Linked DNA regions of Rattus norvegicus: all the other regions are linked to region 1. A link is a contact called in public Hi-C data. All regions are on one chromosome and are shown on one strand. Each heading gives the region's core, a stretch centred on a gene start, on an enhancer-like site or on the middle of the called end of the contact. The rest is flanking DNA. Distances are from core to core; before and after follow the strand shown.

Region 1 (3,141 bases), core at 209-2,708:
TACATGTTCTATTTGTTCTGGGCACTAACAAAGCTTGGGAGAACTTGGTGGCAGTTTGGGGTTCCTCTATCCCTCCCAAGGGTGGGCAAGTAATAGGCTTGTGTTGCCTCTTCTAGAAGATTAAACAGCCAGAGCACTTCACCCCTAACAGCTTAAAATGACATACTGAGAACATCAAGTATAATCCCCTCATGTTTACATGGTATGAGTGCCCTTTGAAAATCTGATTAGTTCTTTTAATTACCAGGGACCCTTTTGGCACTTAGCTGGCAAATAGCTGGATCTAATTAATACTCTCCGTGTTAGGAAAACATCATTTATTTCCCTATCTGTGCTCTTAGTTTTGGAGGCTTCTGAGTTCAGCACTCAGGTGGTCTCTTAGCAATGTCCCTTTCTCTTTCACCACCGCTCCACATGCTTCTACGGGGCCATAAAGTAGACCAGAACTTGATGGATGGTCTACATAGGACTACTTCATAAGCTAATTACAGTGGAAAGCTGGCACAGAGGAGACATGGGAGAGGTGACAGTCTTCAGACTGTCCCTACCAAGTGCTGTCGATGGAGAGATCCTTTCCTGTTTGGGACAGTGATTAAAGTAACTTATTTCCACGCTGTATGAGAGCTGTGTGCTGTACAACTGGTGAAGAATGTGAGCAATAGCTGGGAGAGCTGGCATCTGCACTGATTTGAATGTTGTCTTGACTTCCATTTTCCACGGTGACAGGTGTTCCACATAGACTCGAGCTATACCCACTATGAAAAGGTAGAGTCTTGACATTTAGTTCAGGCAGCCAAGTCCTTAGCAGTTCCTGTAAATCCCGGCAAAGGAAAATTCTACAGAAGCCACCTAGTGGGTCGGTGAGGATGGAGCCAGGCGACTCACTTAAGCAAGTGCTTATGTAACCTCAGGGCCACAACTGCTGTCATGCAAGACCAGAAGCACGCAAATTTCCATCTCTTAGTATTCAGATGACCAGAGCTGTGACTGTACAAAGAGCTGGGGGCCTCGTTGAAGCCAGAGTTCAGACTGGCCCTTAACATGTTCCTGCTGAGAGGAATACACAGCTTCCTTCTGTACATGTTGTGGATCAGAGTGTGTACAGATTTTGAGATAATCATCATGGGCTTCCTAGAATCCGATCAATCAATACTACTGCTGCTACAAGTCTTTCCAGAACTGACAGGAAAAACAAGTCTTGACTTCAGGGGATGTCACTGGGATGTTCACTGTATAAAGTATTGTCAACTAGGGCATCTATGCTAGTACAAAACTATCCAAAATGCCTTAAAGAAGGTGAAAGAGAAATCACTCCTAAACGCCAACTGCAATGAAGCATAATTGGCAGCAGAGGGCAGCAGAGGGCAACAGAAGACACTGGAAGTTGATTTTTTTTTGCAGCTGGGCACATTCTTTCCGTGCACCCCACCCAGAGCTCACACACGCCACATCTGTTTGCCAAGGCCTTACCCTTCTTACGTGAACACTAGTCACTGTGCTGGTGAGCCACGGCTCAGGTCTGATGGAGAACCTGTTCTGTCAGAGGGTGAACAGCTTTTCACTGGGGCAATCGGGAGGGTCAGGATGGAAGGAGCTCGTTGGCTTTCTCACTTCCCCATCCATGAGACCAGGCAGTGGAGCCCAGATGGTGTTAAGGTGGTAGGCAGCCTTGTCTATTGTCCTGGTGCTAGTGAGAAGTGCCTTGGGATTCAGACAGCTGCTTGTTTGGAGGAAGACAGAAAACTGTCAACCTGTGATTTCCTCCAGATCCCTAAGCTCTAGATCCTATAAGCAAAAGCCCTTGGCCTTCTCCCTGAGTGTGGCTCAGTGGTCGGATACCATCAGTCTGACTCTTCTTAGAGTCCCCAGAAGCTGGGATGAGTGTGTGGCAACGCTAACAATGAGGAGAGAAAAGACAGTCTTATCAAGCCTGGGAGGAAAGCAGGCCCCATCGAGAGCAAACTTCACTGCTTTTAGTTTCTAGTATGTTCCCTTAGCTCACGGTATACTGTTTCCAAATGAGCCACACTAGGGACTTTGGTACTCTCATTTCTTCAGGATCACTGGTGAACCCTCTCTAACTTAACTATTCCTCTCTTCTTCTACCCCACCCCACCCCACACCCAGGTCCTGATAATTACCCCTTTACTCTGCTTCGCCTTGCATTTAGACAGTACCCAGGACCTTGCCTTTAGACAGTACTGAGGACCTTGCTTTTAGACAGTACTGAGGACCTTGCTTTTAGACAGTACTGAGTACCTTGCATTTAGACAGTACCCAGGACCTTATATTTAGATAGTACTGAGGACCTTGCTTTTAGACAGTACTGAGTACCTTGCTTTTAGACAGTACTGAGGACCTTGCTTTTAGACAGTACTGAGTATCTTGCTTTTAGGCAGTACTGAGGACCTTGGTTTTAGACAGTACTGAGTACCTTGCATTTAGACAGTACTGAGTACCTTGCATTTAGACAGTACCCAGGACTTTGCATTTAGATAGTACTGAGGGCCTTGCTTTTGGACAGTACTGAGGACCTTGCATTTAAGCTTTGCTAGGAAATGCCAGATCTATTCATTTCATTTCCTGTTGAGCCAGTGACTTCTGACCTCTTTGTGTGTGAAGGAAGGGCAGTACTGAGTCTCCTGTCCCACAAGACAGTTTTCCCCTCTTCTCTTTTATTCCCAGACTGGGTAACTTATAAAGAATAGTAGTTTATTTAGGTGACAGTTCTGGAGGCTCGTGACCAAAGGGTAGCATCTCAGGACCTTCTAGCTGATGGGGACTCTGCTGGGACACATGGTTGAGCCACTACATGGTGGGAAGACCAAGGTAGGTGGAGGGAGATTGCTTTGTTAGCAAAGTCACTGACTTGATACCTCATCTGCCTACCAAGATGTTAACATATTCAGGAGAGCAGAACTCTTAGGACTTAGTCACTTCTGGAAGGTTCCCCTGGTCCCATCTCTTAATACCTCCCAGTGGGGTGAGGATCAAATTTTAACACAAGCTTTGGTAAAGACCTTCAGACCAAAGTGGAGATATTTCTTACACTCAAGTCTGTTTAGCTGGAGACCTGAAGGGCTTCCAGCTACATGGCACTATCTGTGAACCTCTCCTGAACACTTTCGGCTGCTCTACCTT
Region 2 (2,953 bases), core at 32-2,531, 320 kb after region 1:
ACTGATACTCGCATTTAGATCTGAAGCACGGATCCAGTTGCTCCACGCACTCTCCGTCCACCAACTCATAGCCATCATAGCAGCGGCATTCGAAGCCGCCCTCGGTGTTAGAACAGAGCTGAGGGCATGGATTGGGCCCCTGCTTACAGTCATCCACGTCCTCACACCGATGTCCGTCTGCCGCCAACTGGTAGCCTGTTTCGCACATACAGGAATAAGAGCCTGGCACATCAGAGTTGTTGACGCAAAAATGCTGGCAGAGTTCGTTGCACAATTGAGCCACAGGTTTTGCGCACGAACGGCCATCAGCCTGCAGGTCCCCGCCGCTGGGGCAGACGCATCTGGGTCCGTTAGCGCTCCTGTTGCACATGTACTCGCAGCCACCATTCTCCACGCTGCAGTTCCAAGCTCCTGTCACTTCCCGAGTCCAGTGTCCCTCTGAAGTTCCGGGCAGGGCCCTGCACACCAGCTCCAAGCCAAAGGGCGCCACGGTAGCAGAACTGCCTATCGGCAGCGTCTGAAAATCCGCGCCGCTGACCCCCAATGGGGTATTGTAGGTGCTAGAGATGTGGGCACCCTCAGGATCTCGGGTATTCACCCGTAAAGGCCTGCAGAAAGCTGCGAAGTAAAACTCGCAGAGAAAACCCTTGGTCTCGTTCTCGCACGGCTTCTCTTCCCAGGCCGGCTCGCCTGGTGCAGCTTCTGTTGCTGTTGAGACCGTGACGCACAGCGGACCGCAAAGTGGAGGCGACTGGTCGTTGGGCCGCGCCCACCTGCTGTAACTGGTGTGGTTATCCCCAGTAACCCACTGGAAGCCGCGCAGGGGCCCGAGATGCACCGGGTCACCACAGCCCTGAGGGAGCTGTAAACCGATCCAGGGCCGTGAGTCCATACTACTGTCGCTCACCAGAAGGGAGATGACATCCGCAGCCACCGAGGAGCGCACTGTCATCAAATGTCCCTGCAGGCGCTGGCAGGCCTGGCTGGCATCGAGGAAGGTCACGGGGTCCTGGAAAAGCGCGAAGCACTCATTCCCCACGCATTGACTGCCTTTGGGCTGCAGCTTGGCTAGTGCAGAGATCCCCAGGCCAGCTGGAGCCAGCACACCCAGAAGGAAAACCCCAAGCATGCTGTTCAGGAGAACACCGTGCAAGCTACGAGAAAACGCTAGCACTGCGATGGTGCAGGCACCCAGTCCCGGCAGAGGGTTTCGTACGTCTGCGGCGACAGCAGTTAGCCTCTGTCTCAGCCTAGACTTTTCTAGCCCAGGTTCGTAGTCCCTGCGAGGCAGCCTCTGACATGCCACTCAGCTGAGGCTCCAGTTTATAAATGCGCGGCCCTCCCTCTCTGGAGGTTCGGGAAAAGGAAGGAAGTGCCTAGTGGGAAGGGCTGATGCTGCGTTCTCGGATTACTGGGTTCTCCGGACGCCTTGTGCCCGCCCTCCAGCCTGGGATCACCTCTGTGCGAAGAGTTAAAAACACTGTCTGGGCGTAGGGAGGCCCTAGGGCGTGGCCTGCAGGCGCCACCACAGAACTGAATTGTGTCAGCAAGTCGACAGTTCCCGTCCCAGACTCTCCGGTATAGCCCACGGGTAGCCTGTCTTTAAACCTCTACACACGTACACAAGCAAACGCACACGTACACACACACACTTCCCTATAGATGCTACCAGAGTTTGGAGGATGGCCTGGTAGTTGGGGCAGGGGGGAAAAAAAGGAAGAGTCTGGTAGAGGGTGTGTCTGAGACTTGCAAGACTCTGAGAAGGATTAGCTAGATCCCTGATGGGAGCTCAGGAAGCCTGGCTGCTGTGACTAGCAGAGGGGTTGGGTCCCAAATGACCTTAGAAGAGGCCGGGAAATTATACTAGGGCAGCAAGAGGATGGAGTGGTCTAATAACCTCAAAGCCTTCTCCATTCTTCTCCATTCTGACATCTGGACAGCAATCCCCTGATCTTGGGCAGGCATCGCCAAGGCCAGACCCTATCTAGTTGCTTGAGAATGTCGTGCAAGTGTTGTATGGGTTCAGAGATCAGGGCCCCCTTTCCCACTTGAATTCCTCCAGAATTCTCTGGGAAAGGTGTGTTGCGTTCCTTTGTTCTGGTTTTGTTCTGTTTCGTTTTCCTCCAAACCTATCTCAAACCCCTTAGTGAAACTGGCCCGGGACCACAGCAAGGAGGTGATATGAGCTACAATGGATTCTACTTGGTTCCTTTGGAGGTGATCACTTCCATTGTCATTTGAGAGTCTCAAAAGATAGAGATGCCTACAGTCCATTTGCTCACAATCGGCACTGAAGAGGAGGGTCCTGTGGGCAGCTGGGAGGGGCGGATGGAAATCTGTCACTTAATGACTTATCCGCTTAAGCACTCACCAAGAATGGGGAGGGCTGTGTCCAAATCAAAGCTTAGCCACCTCGTCCCCACCTCCCTCATCTTCCCTACTCGCGCCCTACACCCCGCGGCTGTCACTTCCACCCAACTGCCAGGAGGCGGTGCTGTTGAACTCTAGACCAATCCAAGGACAGTGGTGCATTACTATAACTGCTACTGAGAAGTGTGGGCTGCCTGGAGCCTAGCCTGAGGTTAGGAAATTCGTCTGTGGGAAGCCCTGCGTAGTTCCCACGACTTACTAATAAATAGCTTCTCTGATCCAGTACAGCTCAGACTTTAGATGAGAACAGAAGGCTGTGATGTCCTCGTGTGGAGAAAACATACACGGATGGACCTGTGGCCAAGAGGGTGGGATGAAAGCACTGAAACAGTAAAAAGAAGCAGGTGAAACATCCTCCATCTGCTTGCCTATGAGGGACTCTGGCTCTGTCAAGCCAGAGCTGAAACCGGTACAGTCCACCATCCCATTGGCTGAACTTGTCTTTATTGGGTCAAAGCTGCCTCAGCTCTCAGTAAGGAAAACACCAGAGCAGTGAATGGATGCCACTCTTTTAAGTTCTGGG
Region 3 (3,078 bases), core at 211-2,710, 460 kb after region 1:
TGCTGTTATGATTTGAACATGAAAGTTCCCTGTGGGTTTCTATGTTGAAAGCTTGATCTCTAGTTGGTGACACAACTTTGGGAAGTTATAGGAACTTTAGGAGGTGATCTCTGGCTGGAGGAAATAGGTCAAAGAGGCACATTTTAGAAGGATAAATCTAGCCTCCAGTCCCTTCTTCCCTCACTGATTCTTGTCCATCAGAATTAATTTTGTCTCTTAAGATGTGCTGTCACAATGCCAAGCAACCAGAGCTTCCAGGGACTAAGCCACTACCTAAAGACTATACATGGACTGACCCTGGACTCTGACCCCATAGGTAGCAATGAATATCCTAGTAAGAGCACCAGTGGAAGGGGAAGCCCTGGGTCCTGCTAAGACTGAACCCCCAGTGAACTAGTCTATGGGGGGAGGGCGGCAATGGGGGGAGGGTTGGGAGGGGAACACCCATAAGGAAGGGGAGGGGGGAGGGGGATGTTTGCGGAAACCGGGAAAGGGAATAACACTCGAAATGTATATAAGAAATACTCAAGTTAATAAAAAAAAAAAAAGATGTGCTGTCAAATTATTCTATCATGGTAACAAAATATTGCAGTCCTCATGTCTCTGACTTTTCTTTCCTGCACTGGTTTCCCTTCCGGTTACAGTACCATAGACTTTCCCAATGAAATTCTATTTCTTTGAGTCCCAAACGATCCCTGTTTGATTCAATTCTGATTTCAAAGAGAAAGTGGTCCAAGCTGAGGTTTTTGCTATAGCATTACTATGTCAATGTTCCTCCCTTCCTCTCCAAGGGATCCAGGCTTGGGTTGCACTTGACTCTTAAGCTATCAAACAGAGCCTTATTTCCTTCAGCACTAAGACCTACCTACAAAACACATTTCAACCTCTTGTCCTCCATATCTATGAGCATTCTCTAGAGCAGTGGTTCTCAACCTTCCTAATGCGGCGACCCTCTAATTCAATTCCCCATGTTGTAGTGACTCCAGGACACAAAATTATTTTTGTTACTATTTCATAACTGTAATTTTGCTATTTTTGTGAATCATAATATAAATATCTGATATGAAATCTTTGTGAAAAGGTCATTCCACCCCCAAAGGGGGTGTGACCCACACATTGAGAACCACTGCTCTAGAGCCTTTTACTCTTAGACGAGGACACTTGTCAGTTTGTCAAAATTCATGATCTCTCCTGGGCCTTGAGTTAGACTTCAGGAATGCAAATCTATATATCTTAACATGATTTCTTGGGGATTAACATGACATTCAAATATGAGAGATGCCACTGCAGAACAAGGAGCAGTGGCCTAAGATTGCCCTATACCCTTGCTCTCCCATGGCTTCCCAAACAAGGACACTTGTCCTGGTAGATGGTCTTCTGGGCTCCAAAGGCTTTAAAAGAGTCAAGCCTGAGCACAAACACTCATAAATGCATTTTTCTGTGCTGACAAACTTCCCTCATTAAGTAGCCAGCTCTTTTACAGCCACGGTTCTGTTTCTTTTTATAGAAATGACCACTGTGTCACAGATGCTTAGAAACTTTAGTTATTCTCTGAAACATCCTTTTCACCTTGTAGGAAAACATTAAAAATTCATGGCCCAGCTGCCACCCTGTTCAAGGTCCTTCTGATTCTACAGTCTGCACTGGTCAGACTCTTGGTACTGTTCATTCAGTTGAAGAGGAGACATTCAGGGTCTGGCAACCCAGACGTGCCTCAAGAAAATATGTCAGAGTCCCTGTCTTTGAGCCTCTTTCTATTCATTCTGCCAATTGGCCTGCTTCCTTTCATCTTCCCCCGATAGAGTTGGCCTGTGCAAAGGGATTCATGCCTGAATGGAGACATTCTAGAGGAAAGGAACACTAATACACACTAATACAACCCCCATGTTGCCCCACTACCTTCAACCAGGGTGCAGGATTGCTGGAAGGCAAGCTTATAGTGTGGCAGACAGCTCAGACCATACCAAGAGGCCTGATTCTGGGTTCAGTTTGGCCATTAATTTCTGACCTTGAGTTATCTCAGCTGTAAAATGAGGAAAGTTCCGAAGAAGTAGCTCAAACATGAGCATACTTCAGCCTCCACCCCTCTAGGAAGAGTGTTGGATCCCACATGACCAGGTCCCCCTGCCATGATTTGCAACAAAGACAAGAAAATATGTCACTGCTGTATAGAGATCTATGTCTCTGAAAACCTATAACATATCCTATCCCACCAGGCATAGAGCTTGTCTAAAGAAGGGTCTTTACTAGCAGCCCCTGCATGATCCCTGGAGCATGGTATGAATGCAAACCTTTAGCTCAACTCTAACCACCATGACCTGAAGCCAGAGCTCAGAGCCAAACTCTAGAAGGCACTGGAGATGCTGCAAGCATGGCTGCCTCCAGCAAGCCCATGGCTTCAAAGAACAATTCATCTCGCCAAAACAAAACCAGATCCCTCTGCCACACGCAATATGGGTTCTGACCCCCACTCACTATTTGCAGAGCCTCAACCGTGTTTGATAAGCACCTAATAAACACAACACAGTTCAGCTTCTCCACAGAGAATCGTTTCCTCCAGTGGCCACTGGTTTCTGAAATACCTTTTCAGAGGTTCGGGATTTCAGACTCTGGAGAGCTGAAGCTGCATTGTATGAACAGGAAGGGAAGCTGGGAGACGGCAGTACAGTGTACCCAGAGAGGCTGTGAACAATGGGTTCTCACTTTCTCAGTACATCAAGCCACTGCTATCAGATAGTCATTAGAAGTTATTGCATGAAGAAAGATGGCTTACCATGTTGCTGTATTTGTCAAAAGAAATACAAAGAACTCATACATGAATAAGAGTTTCAACAAGTAATAGCCACATCCACAGAGAGAAGTGCATATAAACTTGCAAGAACTTCAAGTTTCCAATCTAAACTGAGGGAGCAACTGCATCACCTATGCCCTGTTAGCAGCCCCAGGTTACTATTTTCATTCGCTAACCTTTGTAACTGACCTAGTCACTGTAAGCTGCAGAGTCCTGTATGTCTAGACTAACATGGGGACAGACATTCTGCTGACCAGAGTGATGCTTGTCACATTGTAGTCTTCAGT

The links. A called contact is a pair of places that touch in the nucleus more often than the background predicts.
Region 2: a contact with region 1 is called in a Hi-C map of the A7r5 cell line, with 8 times the contacts expected there. The contact joins the promoter of Thbd here to the enhancer-like site in region 1. A contact is called at or near these places in 10 of 12 Hi-C or Micro-C datasets (the A7r5 cell line, the Rat2 cell line, Schwann cells and 6 more).
Region 3: a Hi-C map of the A7r5 cell line shows a contact between it and region 1, with 5 times the contacts expected there. The contact joins two enhancer-like sites. A contact is called at or near these places in 9 of 12 Hi-C or Micro-C datasets (the A7r5 cell line, the Rat2 cell line, hepatocytes and 5 more).

The regions. Positions count from the first base shown.
Region 1 is chr3:155,999,948-156,003,088 of GRCr8, forward strand. All of the region lies in intron 2 of LOC102549662 (a long non-coding RNA gene), which reads left to right. Among named protein-coding and RNA genes, the nearest start is that of Foxa2, 75 kb to the left of the region's middle. Within about 2 kb of position 1,459, at least 13 of the 93 cell types and tissues checked have an H3K27ac peak or open chromatin away from gene starts, as enhancers often do. A contact at or near this core is called in the A7r5 cell line, where this site is marked.
Region 2 is chr3:156,318,897-156,321,849 of GRCr8, forward strand. It overlaps Thbd (thrombomodulin), which reads right to left and starts at 1,282. Exons shown (of 1, transcript NM_031771.2): 1 at 1-1,282. The coding sequence starts at 1,129.
Region 3 is chr3:156,457,286-156,460,363 of GRCr8, forward strand. All of the region lies in intron 3 of LOC103691916 (a long non-coding RNA gene), which reads right to left. Among named protein-coding and RNA genes, the nearest start is that of Nxt1, 100 kb to the right of the region's middle. Within about 2 kb of position 1,461, at least 3 of the 93 cell types and tissues checked have an H3K27ac peak or open chromatin away from gene starts, as enhancers often do. A contact at or near this core is called in the A7r5 cell line, where this site is marked.